Linked DNA regions of Sus scrofa: region 2 is linked to region 1. The links are chromatin contacts, called in public Hi-C maps. All regions are on one chromosome and are shown on one strand. Each heading gives the region's core, a stretch centred on a gene start, on an enhancer-like site or on the middle of the called end of the contact. The rest is flanking DNA. Distances are from core to core; before and after follow the strand shown. Region 1 has its middle 680 kb from the start of MYC. Region 2 overlaps LOC106509952 (a long non-coding RNA gene).

Region 1 (5,720 bases), core at 2,064-4,563:
GTTTCTTGCCCAGCTGCTTAAAATTCTACATTAGTGAAAGTCAAAGACTCAAAGTAGTCCTTGACTCCACCTCTTTGACTGTTAAACTTTACTCAAGAACTTTTGCTTTTCTTTGCTAAAAATCAGGAAAAGTGGGCAGATTTACAAAGAAAGAAATCCAAGGAACTTCACGATTCACTAAATCCATTCCAATGAGTCAACCAGAAATTTTCATTGTCCCGCTTCTTTTGTCTTTTTGTTTCTATCAAACATATAATTTCACTGAATATCCAAATGTACTTACTTGTCTTTGGGAGAGTGTATGTAAAAGATTTTTTTTTGGAATTGAGTATTGCTGAGCTTCTCCATATATATCCTCTCAGTTCTTCTGAGTAAATTTTAAACTCACTGAGGGCAAGAACAACGTCTATATTCTACACTTTGATGGCTATAACACATGGCTTCGCTGATGGCATGGAGTAGGCTTCCAGTGGACACCAATTGAAAAGGCAAATATAAAGGATGACTGGGATGGATGATGAGATAAATATGCTTTGGGACCACTCCTGAAATCTACCTCAATTATCCATAACTAAGAGAGGTATGTCTGTTTTTCCTCCTGTCCCATCTTTCTTATGCTTGTACTCACCTTAGATCTGATCTTGCTTGGATTCTGGCATCTCATGCCTACCTGATCATGTTTAGTATATCTGTCCACACCTAATCATATATAATTTTATAGAACTTGGATACAAGTATGTATCTTTCAAGTATTGATTCTTCTGACTTCATTACTTATAATTAACTTACCTCAGAATGAAGAACCTAGTGCTTATGCCCTAATCTGATTCTAAAATACGATCCCCAGCAGCCTGATCAGAACACTATTGAAGAACTTGCCTTACCCCAACTGTGGCACAACATTTATAGCCCAGGTGGCATAGGAGATGATAGACTAAAGCAGAGCAATTCTGTTAATGGGAAGCACTCCCTGAGCTGTAGGTATAGAGGTGAATAAAAGGGGATCCTTCCCTTAATGAGGCTCAGAGTTGATTTTCGGAAGACTGTTTTGAAATGACCAAGAAGAAGCGAGAAGTAGAGTAAGTGGGGACCTGGAAAGAGAATGGCATGGAATTAAAAACGAACCAACAGGACTGCAAAAGGATTAGTCAGATTAGCATCCTCTCTCAAGATTGATTCAATTCAATCATGAAAACGTGTCACCCTTTCTACAAAGGGTCACTTTTCCAAGATGCCATGTTGGCCATCACACAGTGAGCTGGTGATAAGGTGCAAGGAAAAGAATGACAGAAAAACATCCCTCTGTTTCTTGGGGGATGTGAGCAGCAAACCTATGGGGAAAAAGAGGTAGTTGAAGAGATGATACATCAGGCTGGAGAGCCTTTGTGATCCTACATCAGCTCCCAGAAGGAGTAGTATTCTGGTCAACACGTCGGACTTAATATGTTTGTGGAGAGTTTGCAGGAGGAAAAGCAAAACAAGAAAAATGATTGTAAAGGAAAAGGTTAACAGATTGCAATGAAGATTTTTTTAAACTCGAGTGAAGCTTGAAAGTGAAATGTCACAGGGAATAACATAAAAGAGCTAATAACCTCTACAAATTTTATAGGGGTTGTATGACTCAAGATGGAAGCTGTGCTCACAGTTTGCCAGCATCGTGGGTCCATTACCATAACCCAGTAAATGGACTCTAGAGGGGGGGAAATGGGTACATTCTTAAGGATGGATCTTCCACAATGCAAGAATTATATACATTATTCGTCTTGTCCCTCCAAAATCTCTATACGCAGGAGATGCATGACCTGGCTACCCCTGCCTCATTTATGTCACCGAGTGCCACTCGCCCACTGGGGCTCGGACACAGTAGTCTTGTCCAACACCTCAGATGCATGTTTCCTGCCTTGGATTTGCACAAGCAGTGTCCTCCACTGAGAATGCTGCACCCCACGCACCTCCCTTTAGATCAGTTGTCCTCTCCCCAGGGGACATCTGGAAATATCCAGGGATATTTTTGTTGGACACAACTGCTATTATTGACATGCTATTAATATCTATTGGGTAGAGGCCAGGGACACTTCTAAACTTCCTACAAGGCACAGGACAGCTCCCCACAACACAGAATTATCTGGCTCCAAAGGTCAGTACTTCCAAGATACAGAAACTCTGCTCTAGATAATTTGTAATGATCTGGCTTTCAGATTTCTACTTAATGGGTCACTTCCGGGACGTCTTCCATAATCTCCCTGACTGGAGAAGGCTCCTCAAGTCACTCGTGTAGCAATTACCAAGATGGCAATTAATTCCCTTTTCTGTTTAAGTATGTATGTAACCCAATCAAAGGAACAGCCAGAAGGACATACTTAAAGAAACTCCTTACTGATAAGGAGAACACTCAGATTCCAGAGAATGGAGTAGATATGTTTATTTTCCTTACTTAGCGCTGATTCCCCTTTCTTCATTGGAAACCTAATGAAGAAATACAATCTTAACCGTAATCCCAGAGAACCCGGTAATCAATCTAACTAAGCCAACATCAGTCCCAGTTTCAGGACTATTCAGTGTTATAAGCTCTTCAAACAGAAAGTCATCAAAAGAAGCCACTGGGGATTGAGGTTAATTAAATACACAAATAGAACCTAGCTTCTTGGAAAGTCCTAGAGGGAGCCTAAAAATAAAAATTTTCATTTGTACTTTTTTGGCTGTGTGTTTTGTTTCAATCATTTTAATGCCCCAAACTTTATCTTTTAAAAGCCGACATGAAGCCTTTTTTTTGTTGTTGTTGTTAAATGGATATATCTAATATGGTATATCCCATGACACCTGTCCTGAAAGTCATGGGAATTGAGTAGAAAGACCTTAACTCTGCAGAATCAGAGGTGTGTGGTAATGCATGAGTTTCACTTCAAATAGTCCCGTTGTAAATCCCAGCTTTATGTGACTTTGGGCAGCTCCCTTCACCTCTTTGAACTTGTGACTTTATCTGGAAAATGCAGCCAGTAATACTTGCCTTCAGGACTTATTTGCGGATTAAAGAAGAGAGCCTATTGAAAGCACCCTGCGTAAGACACTGGCACATAGCAGATGTTCAGCTGATGGTGGCAATCATCACTGATGCACGGCTAGAGGTGGCAGTGCCTGGAGGGCCCCAAGCATGGCAGGTGTGCAGCAGGAATTAGGGCTAGAGTATCCCCCCAAGTTTGGCCACACTTTCTTTGAACAAGAGAGTTCTCAGATAGAGAGAACTTCTGGGGCCCTTCCCTTCCCAATGTCATGGGAGGCAGGACCAAGCCTTGACTTTGAAGCACACCTGACTTTCACTCTGGGGCTGAGTCATGCTGACTCGAACTTAGTACAACTTGTGCCAAGTCTTTAAAGTGCAGAGTCTTGTTTTTTGTCCCCTTTGCTACAAAGGCTAGAATTGCACACCTAGGACAGAAACATAAACACGTTCCCCAAGCCTCTCTTTGCTCTCAAATTGGCCGATGTGTCCAGCCCCGCCGTCCTTCCACACCAAGCCTCAAAGATCAGAAATGCAAGTGGTGAAATCGTCAGTGTTTACTGATTCAAAGAGGAGCTTTGAGCTTGCAACCCAGGATTTCTTAGACCATTTATGGCATTTTTAGTAATAAGTTGGACAATTTGTTTTCTGCATAGTTTTGACAAGTATGAAGATGTTAAAACAAGAACTGAACCTAGAAAAAAGGACTAACGCCTAGAAATAAAAAAAAAATGGAAATAAACTTAATGGTACAATCTCAGGAAAAATGTTAAGTAAAATTATGATATGCTCAGATATTGGAATAGATGTAGTCTCCAAGCCAAGGTTAAATTGTGTGACATCAGAACATGTCTAAAATGGAACATATAAAAACATCAGAAAACTTTACATACAGCATGATTTTAATTATTAACTATTCATGCTAATATACTTAAAAGATTACTTAGGTATGGGAATAAAGTATTTATTTTTACTTAATAATTTATGCATATCTTCACTTATATGATAAATGCTTATAATCACTTATATTTTAAAATGTTTTTAGGAGTCAACAGTGAGGCTTAGTGGGTTAAGGATCCAACATTGTGTCCTTGAGGACGTAGGTTCGATCCCTGGCCTTGCTCAGTGGGTTCAGGATCAGGCATTGCCTCAAGCTGTGACAATGCGGCTTGGATTAGGTGTGGCCATGGCATAGGCTGGCAGCTGCAGCTCTGATTCGACCTCTCACCTAGAAACTTCCATGTGCCACAGGTGAGGCCATAAAAAGAAAAACATAACAAATAAAATGTTTTCAAAATGTAATAGGAAGCTTAATCAACGTCCCATTAACTTTGCCTTTGAAAGAGTTGTGAAACAGATCAATTCAATAAGAACTGAGTTCATAAGCATTTATCTCTCATAAAATTCTAGTTCTATCCACAGACATGAAATGGTTAAAGGCTGGTAAGCAAATGGTGAGTCAGGGACGTCTTAGCTGCCGAATATTGGAGGACAGAGTTAAAGGGAAGGAAAACATAACGGGATTGTGAACTCGGAAATCAAAGTGTTAAATCTCGCTCTACCCCTAAGTGGCTATCGAACTTGTCTAGTTTATTCCCTCTCTCTATTTTTCAGTTTTTCCATTTGTGAAATTGGGGGAAATAGTTCCTTCACTCATTCCTTTATTCAAAAAATATTTATTGAGGGTTTATTCAGAATCAGGTCCTGCTGCAGGCACTGGGGGCAGAGCAGGGCACACAGACATGGGGCTTCTGCCTCGGATGACCAGGAGACTACCAGTCAAATAAATATGTAGATTGGAATCAGGTGCTTTGGAGAAACATAAGGCGGGGGAAGGAGAAAGAGAGCGATTGGAAGGTCTCTAAGGAGATGATTAGTGAGGCGGTAGCTAAGTGAAACATTGGAGCAAGTCACGTTGGCATGGGGGGAAGCGTGTCTAGGCAAGGGGAACAGCACTGCAAAAGCCTTGAGGCAAGAGTGCGGCTGGGTCCAGGTGAGGGGTGGTAGAAATGAAGGCAGTTCTCTTCCATTGCAGTTGAACCAAACAGAGTGCATGCCTGTCGGCAAGCTCAAAATGCTCCCAGTGTACTTGAGATTCAAAGTCCAAGGCCGTCACACAGAGAGTGAATTTACAGAAACTTCATCAGCCCCATTGTAGGCTTTGAAGGTCCGCTGTGCAACTATTAGCTGATCCCATTTAACAAACAGTGACGCAGTCACCAGGCATGTTTGTGCCCAAGCAGGTGACAATTTTCTCTCCGCTGACTCCAGTCAAGGACTTTCCGCTTCCAGATTTCAGGCACCAGGTGACGTTGGGCACAGGGGGTCAGGTGGTGAGAGGAACAGGTCACGCGCCAGGCAGGTGACATGATCTGTACTCAGCTCGAATTTCAAAGGGCCCACTTTTCCGGCCATGTGTCAAACACACAGTTTGAACGCTGCAAGCAGAGTAAGGTGATTCATCAATTTCCAAACCCTTGGGAAAGGAACGTATTGTTTAGATTTTCTAATATGTTTTGTTAACCCCTACAGAGGTAGCTATAACTCAGGAAGATAAAGTGGGAGGAAAGTTAAGGGCAAAATAAAAATAAGCAATTACTGTCTTCCGTAATTATCAGCCTTATCATTTATTGTGCACTAATAGTTGCATTTCCAAGCAGATACTATTAATTAGTGAAACAACAAGGCAATTTGCATTCATCCTGATTCAGAAGAATTTAGA
Region 2 (5,720 bases), core at 1,725-4,224, 440 kb after region 1:
TCTTGGCTAAGTTATTCTACCCCTCTGCCTGAGTCTGGGCCTGGAGGTCATCTCGAAAACAGAGACTCGTCCCTTCAGCCCATATTTACTAGGCACCTACTCATGCTCCAGGGACTAAAGCATTAAATACAAGTAACAGAGACCTCAGCATCTGCGGGGCTCAGGATGGGGTGGGGGTAGCAGAGAGTCAACAAGAGGCAAATGAACAAGTGACTACACAGCGGGCGAGATGGAGACGGGTTACAGAGATCAGCAGAGGAGGAATGGGAGCGATGGCGGGCGAGCTTGTTGCTGTTTACACAGCATGGCCGGGAAGGCCTCTGGGATGAGGAGACCTTTGAGACGCGGGTGCACGTGCGTGTGCACATGCGTGTGTGTGTGTGTGTGTGTGTGTGTGTGTGATGTTTACTGAGCGCTTACGGTGGTGTTCCAGTATCACTACCTGGTCAGGTGAAGTGTTTGACGTGGCATAACTCACTGCACTCTCTCCAGCACCCCCAGAAGGAAGACAGCGATACTTCCCCCACTTTACACAGGCCCAAACCAAGACACACCTTGTGTAAACGACTTGTGCAGGTGACCATGCGACTAAGAGCAGCGCAGGTTGTGGGGCACCAATTCTTCCCATTCCCAGAACCCCATTTGCCAGTGAGTGATGTTCAGTGATGCTCAGTACTGCTCAGCGATGCTTAGTACTGCCCAGTGATGCTCAGTACTCCCCAGGGATTCTCAGTGATGCTTGGTACTACTCAGTACTGCCATCACTGACAAGATGCCCACAAGGCAAGAAGCAAAAGTGCAGAGGACAAAGGGACAGGGAAGCACAGGCACAGCTCCCAGCCCCAAACACACCTTTTCAACCCACTTGGAAAATAAGGGAGCTGTGCCTGTCGGCTCTTTGCCCTCTCCATCTCTGTCTCTGATGGACGTACCACCCCCACTCCCTCTTTATGTATCTTTATCGCCTTCCTTGAAGGAAGAAGACCTGAAGATTTGCATCCATTTCAGGCTGATTTCTGATCTGCAACCCATGGAGCCAGGGACAAGGCTTGTTCCGGGCCCTGCTCGTGCCCATGACAGGACCTGGCCCCTTCTCAGGACCATCACTGCAGAACCAGCCAAGCCGCAGACTCCGGCAATGGGTAAGAGGGGGTGGGCAGCCAGTGACGGTCCTGCAAGGGCCCAGGAAGGAGACGTGGTAACGCTCCAAAGGCTGACCCCTCCTTTGAAAAGACTGGCGCCTGCCTCAGAGACTCACACTCCACGAGGCCAGAAAGAGCGCACTGAAAACTCTGCTCAGGAGTTCCCATTATGGCTCAGCAGGGTGAGAACCCAACAGAGTCTCCATGAGGATGCGGGTTTGATCCCCGGCCTCACTCAGTGGGTTAAGGATCCAGCTGCCATGTAGTTGAAGTTGCAGCATGGACCTGACGTTGCTGTGGCTGTGGTGCAGGCCTGCAGCTGCAGATCCTATTCAACCCCTAGCCAGGGAACTTCTATATGCTGTGGGTGTGGCTGTAAAAAAAAAAAAAGAAAAAAAGAAAGCAAGAAAAGGAAAGAAAAGGCTGTTGAAGAAGCTGTTTCCGGGAATCTCCATAATCTGCTTAGTCTCTGCTTCCCCAGTGGGCGGGAACTCCTAGCGGCAGGGCCTCAGGATTCTGCCCCTTATGCTGAGCATCTGTAGGGACAGCGTGTTTGATGAGTGGCTCCAGGATGGACGGATGCAAGGGAAGGAGTAAAGGAAAAGAGAGAGAGGGAATGAAGGAAGGAAGGGGCTGTACTGTGGAGGTGAGCAAAAAAAAAAAAAAAATCTCTGTCATGACATCAGGGGAGGCAGAAATAAAAGGGGGAAATGGATAAAAGCAAAATGTCTATTAATACAGACTTGCTGGGGAAACTAGGGAATACTACACAGCAGTTAAAAAGGGTGAGGTTGGAACTCCCTCATGGCTCAGTGGGTTAAGGGTCTGGTACTGCCACTGCTGTGGCTCTGGTTACAGCTGTGGTGCAGCCAAAACAAAAAAACAAAAAAAGCGAGGTGGCGTACACTCATACAGAAAACCTATAAGATGTATTGTTGAGTGAAAAATGCATACACTGATTTGATTTCCTCCAGCTCTGAATGCCGCAGCACCCATGGAGCCAGGGACAAGGCTGGTGGTAGGATCTGGGGCTAAATCCCAAGGAGATCAGCTGACTGCATCTGCTGTCTCAGAGGATATTTCCACCCACGAGGAAAGGAAGGCCTTCCATCAAGGTCTCCAGGCAACCACGATCTTGTGACCCAGCTTCCAGCGTGGCTTTGCACCCCCGGTTCCTTGAAAATACTTGTAGTGATTTTAAGACAAAAAGAATCCAAGGGACATCCCTCAGCTCCTGGCCCCCAGCCGGTGATAAGCATGAAGAGCAGTGCATCCGTGTGGAGCTGCAAAGCTGAGAAGACCTATGGTCTCTTCCTGGCTACAGGTGTCACCTGCAGGATGTTTAAAATATCTCTGAACTCACTGCCTACATCTACATTTCTAGAAATTTCACTGCAATGTCCAAAAATTTCTTTGGCAGCACTGGTCCCGCACAACAGCCAGTGAATTGCTGAAGGCAGGGTGGCCCTTTATTCGGGCTATGTAACCCCAACTGGCTGGAGTCTCAGAGATGACCAAGCCCAAACTCAACCCAGTGAAGACAGCACTGTTCAGAGAGGTCAGGAAACTTGCCTGAGGTCACACTGCAAGGCAGGGGCAGGATGGGAACCAGAACTCAGTATTCCTCAGCCACAGGTCTGTGTCCCTTGCACCTGTCACGATATACTTCTTCACATTCAGAACCCATCACAGCCTTCAAAAGTAGATGATCCACTTGACAGCTGGCTAGAACAAGGATCCTGGGGTTACCCTGAGTCCAGAGCAAAAGCCAACTCAGGCCGAAGGGACGCCTCTGATGACCCAGGGGCGCAAACACACAGCACCATAATTAGCTCAGGCCTGGTCATCAGGACACCTCTTGCTCAATGTTATTCGTTGCTTCATGGTTTCCACATCCAGAGGAATAATACTTCCCTAAAAATCAATTGTCCCCAGCAACCCACCTACACAGTTCTTGGAAAATATGGGTTAAACCTTCTGCCACACACGCAAAACAGGGAACAAAGAGGGTGAGGGAAATTCATCGCCACGTCCTGCACTTTGCATTGTTCGCCCCACAGGTTTTTCAAGTGATCAAGTTCAAATGACCCTATATGTCTTAGGGCTGCCAACACTCGCCAGAAAGGAAGCACCCCAGGCTTTAATAAACGGGATTACTGGGTATCAAGAGATTCTAGATAGCTTCAAGAGGCTGGAGGTGAGGGGAACTGAAGATGGCCTGGAAGGAAGATGCTGGAATAATCTGTTTCTGCCACTGGAGAAGGAGCGGCTGTGCCCTTTCTGCAGCCCGGAACTCTGGACGAGCTGAGACACGGGAATTACAAAACGTCAGTCAAATAAATAGGTGGCCCTAATGGGAACATTTCCCAACCTGCCAGAACAAATAAAGAGAGGGATGGCTCTGGTTTTCAGACGAGGCAGCTTCCAGTGACAGAGATGCCTGGCACATAGGAAGTGCTCTGTAAATATGAAACACACATAGGGTTTCTGATTCCCTGGACTTGGGCCGGAAAGCCCCGTGGACCACTCCTCACTGTCCACACTTGCTCTTTAGATGCTCAGATGACAGACAGATATAGGTGATAGACAGATAATAGAGAGGTAGATGGATAGATGATAGATAATGGATACATAGATGACAGATGATAGATGATAGATGATAGATAATAGAGAGATAGGTGATAGACAGATAACAGAGAGATAGATGAGAGATAGATAATAGAGGGATAGCTGGATAGATGATAGATAATAGATAGATATATAGATGACAGGCAGATAGATAATAGAGAGATAGATGGATAGATGACAGAAGAGACAGATGGTTATGTAGCTAGCTAGCTAGATGAATGATAGACAGGTACCTTAAAGAATGGGCTCCTACAGTTGTGGAGGCTGACAAGTCCAAAGTCCGCAGGGTGGGTCAGGGGAAGAGGTGATGCTGTACCTCAAGTTTGAAGGCCATCTGGAGGCAGAATCCCCACTTCCTTGGGGCCTTCGGTACTTCTCCCTTGAGGCCTTCAACTGATTGGATGAGGCCCACCCACCTCATGGAAGGGAAAATCTGCTCCCCTCAGAGTCTACTGCTGTAAATGTTGTTTTTGTTTTTTTTTTTTTTTTTTTTGGTCTTTTTGCCATTTCTTGGGCCGCTCCTGCGGCATATGGAGGTTCCCAGGCTAGGGGTCGAATCGCAGCTATAGCCGCTGGCTCACACCACAGCCACAGCAATGCCGGATCGTTAACCCACTGAGCAAGGGCAGGGATCAAACCTGCAACCTCATGGTTCCCAGTCAGATTGGTTAACCACTGCGCCACGATAGCAACTCCTGTAAATGTTAATCTCATCCAAAAAATGCCTTCACAGTGATACTTAAACTGGTGTTTGACCAAATGTCTGGATATCTAGCCGAACTGACATAGGATATTCACCTTCACACTCCAGATTCACACATCCAGCTGCTCTCCGAGTGTCTCCACCTGTATGTCTAACGATGTCTAACATCTCAACCATCTCAATTCCGCCCCTGCCCACCGAACTCCCTGCTCCCCTCACGGGTCCCTTATATGAATAAATGGAAACTTCATTCTTTACTTGCTCAAAGTAAACTTCTGGGATCACCCTTTACTTGATGCCCCGTACCCAACCCACCAGCAAAGTCTACCTTCCTGACATAGTCACTTCCCATCACTTCTCACAAGCCCCTCTGCGACCTCGAGGCCAGGTCACCATCGTCCCTTCCCTGGCTCACTGCAGCAGTCTCTTAACTGGTCCGTCTGCTTCCACCTTTGCCACTTTCAGCCCATTTCCAGTGCAGCAGCAGCTAGAATGACTGAGTTAAAGCACAAGTCAGATCTGCTTTGAGGCCTCGAATGGTCTCATCTCAACAGCAAGAGCCAGGACCTGCTCTACACCATGTCTCCTCTGAGTCTCTCCTGCTTTTGTGGCTGGACCACATTTCTCCCCAGGGCGGGGGTAGGGAATGCCTGCCCATCTCTCAGTGCCCAGATGGGGCCTTTCCTGAAGCCCAGCCAGTGCCCACCAGAGCCTTAGAAACCAAGTAAGGCTCTGGTCGTTACTTAGAAACCAAGTAACGACCATGAAGACATGAGCGCACGAACCTGAGGACCACGTGTGGGGGGTGGCTGAAGGGTATTCACTGAAAGAAAGGAGGGCACAGGCCGGTGCGTGTCTTTGAAAGATTCTCTAAGGCAGCTGCTGTGGGTTATTCTCTGAACCGAGTTGTACGAGGAGGAGGGTCAGGTGGCGGCCAGGTAAGGAGAGGAGGGAGGAGGAGGGAGGGCGGAGGGGCCGGAGGGAGGGGAAGAGGGGTGCAGGTGCGTGGCGCCCTCTAAGAGCAGAGCACGCTGCCAAGAGGCTCCCTTTTCACACACCCAAGGCAGGAAGAATCCAGAGAACAAAGACAGAAAGGAGATGCGGGATCTGACCGCAGGCACAAGGAAGAAAGCCTCCCTCCCAGGGGCCCAGAGGAGGGGCCCACACATGGTGCCCAGGGGGCGGCCAGTCAGGGGGGCTTCATTCCCCGTCCTGCAGCCCAGCTTCTCCCCGCACTCCCGCCCCCT

Evidence for each region. A called contact is a pair of places that touch in the nucleus more often than the background predicts.
Region 2: a Hi-C map of liver shows a contact between it and region 1, with 2.5 times the contacts expected there. The contact joins two enhancer-like sites. A contact is called at or near these places in 2 of 47 Hi-C or Micro-C datasets (liver and skeletal muscle).

The regions. Positions count from the first base shown.
Region 1 is chr4:11,773,983-11,779,702 of Sscrofa11.1, forward strand. No RefSeq gene overlaps it. Among named protein-coding and RNA genes, the nearest start is that of MYC, 680 kb to the right of the region's middle. Within about 2 kb of position 3,314, at least 9 of the 83 cell types and tissues checked have an H3K27ac peak or open chromatin away from gene starts, as enhancers often do. A contact at or near this core is called in liver, where this site is marked.
Region 2 is chr4:12,215,202-12,220,921 of Sscrofa11.1, forward strand. The region is part of intron 4 of LOC106509952 (a long non-coding RNA gene); the gene reads right to left. Among named protein-coding and RNA genes, the nearest start is that of MYC, 240 kb to the right of the region's middle. Within about 2 kb of position 2,975, at least 3 of the 83 cell types and tissues checked have an H3K27ac peak or open chromatin away from gene starts, as enhancers often do. A contact at or near this core is called in liver, where this site is marked.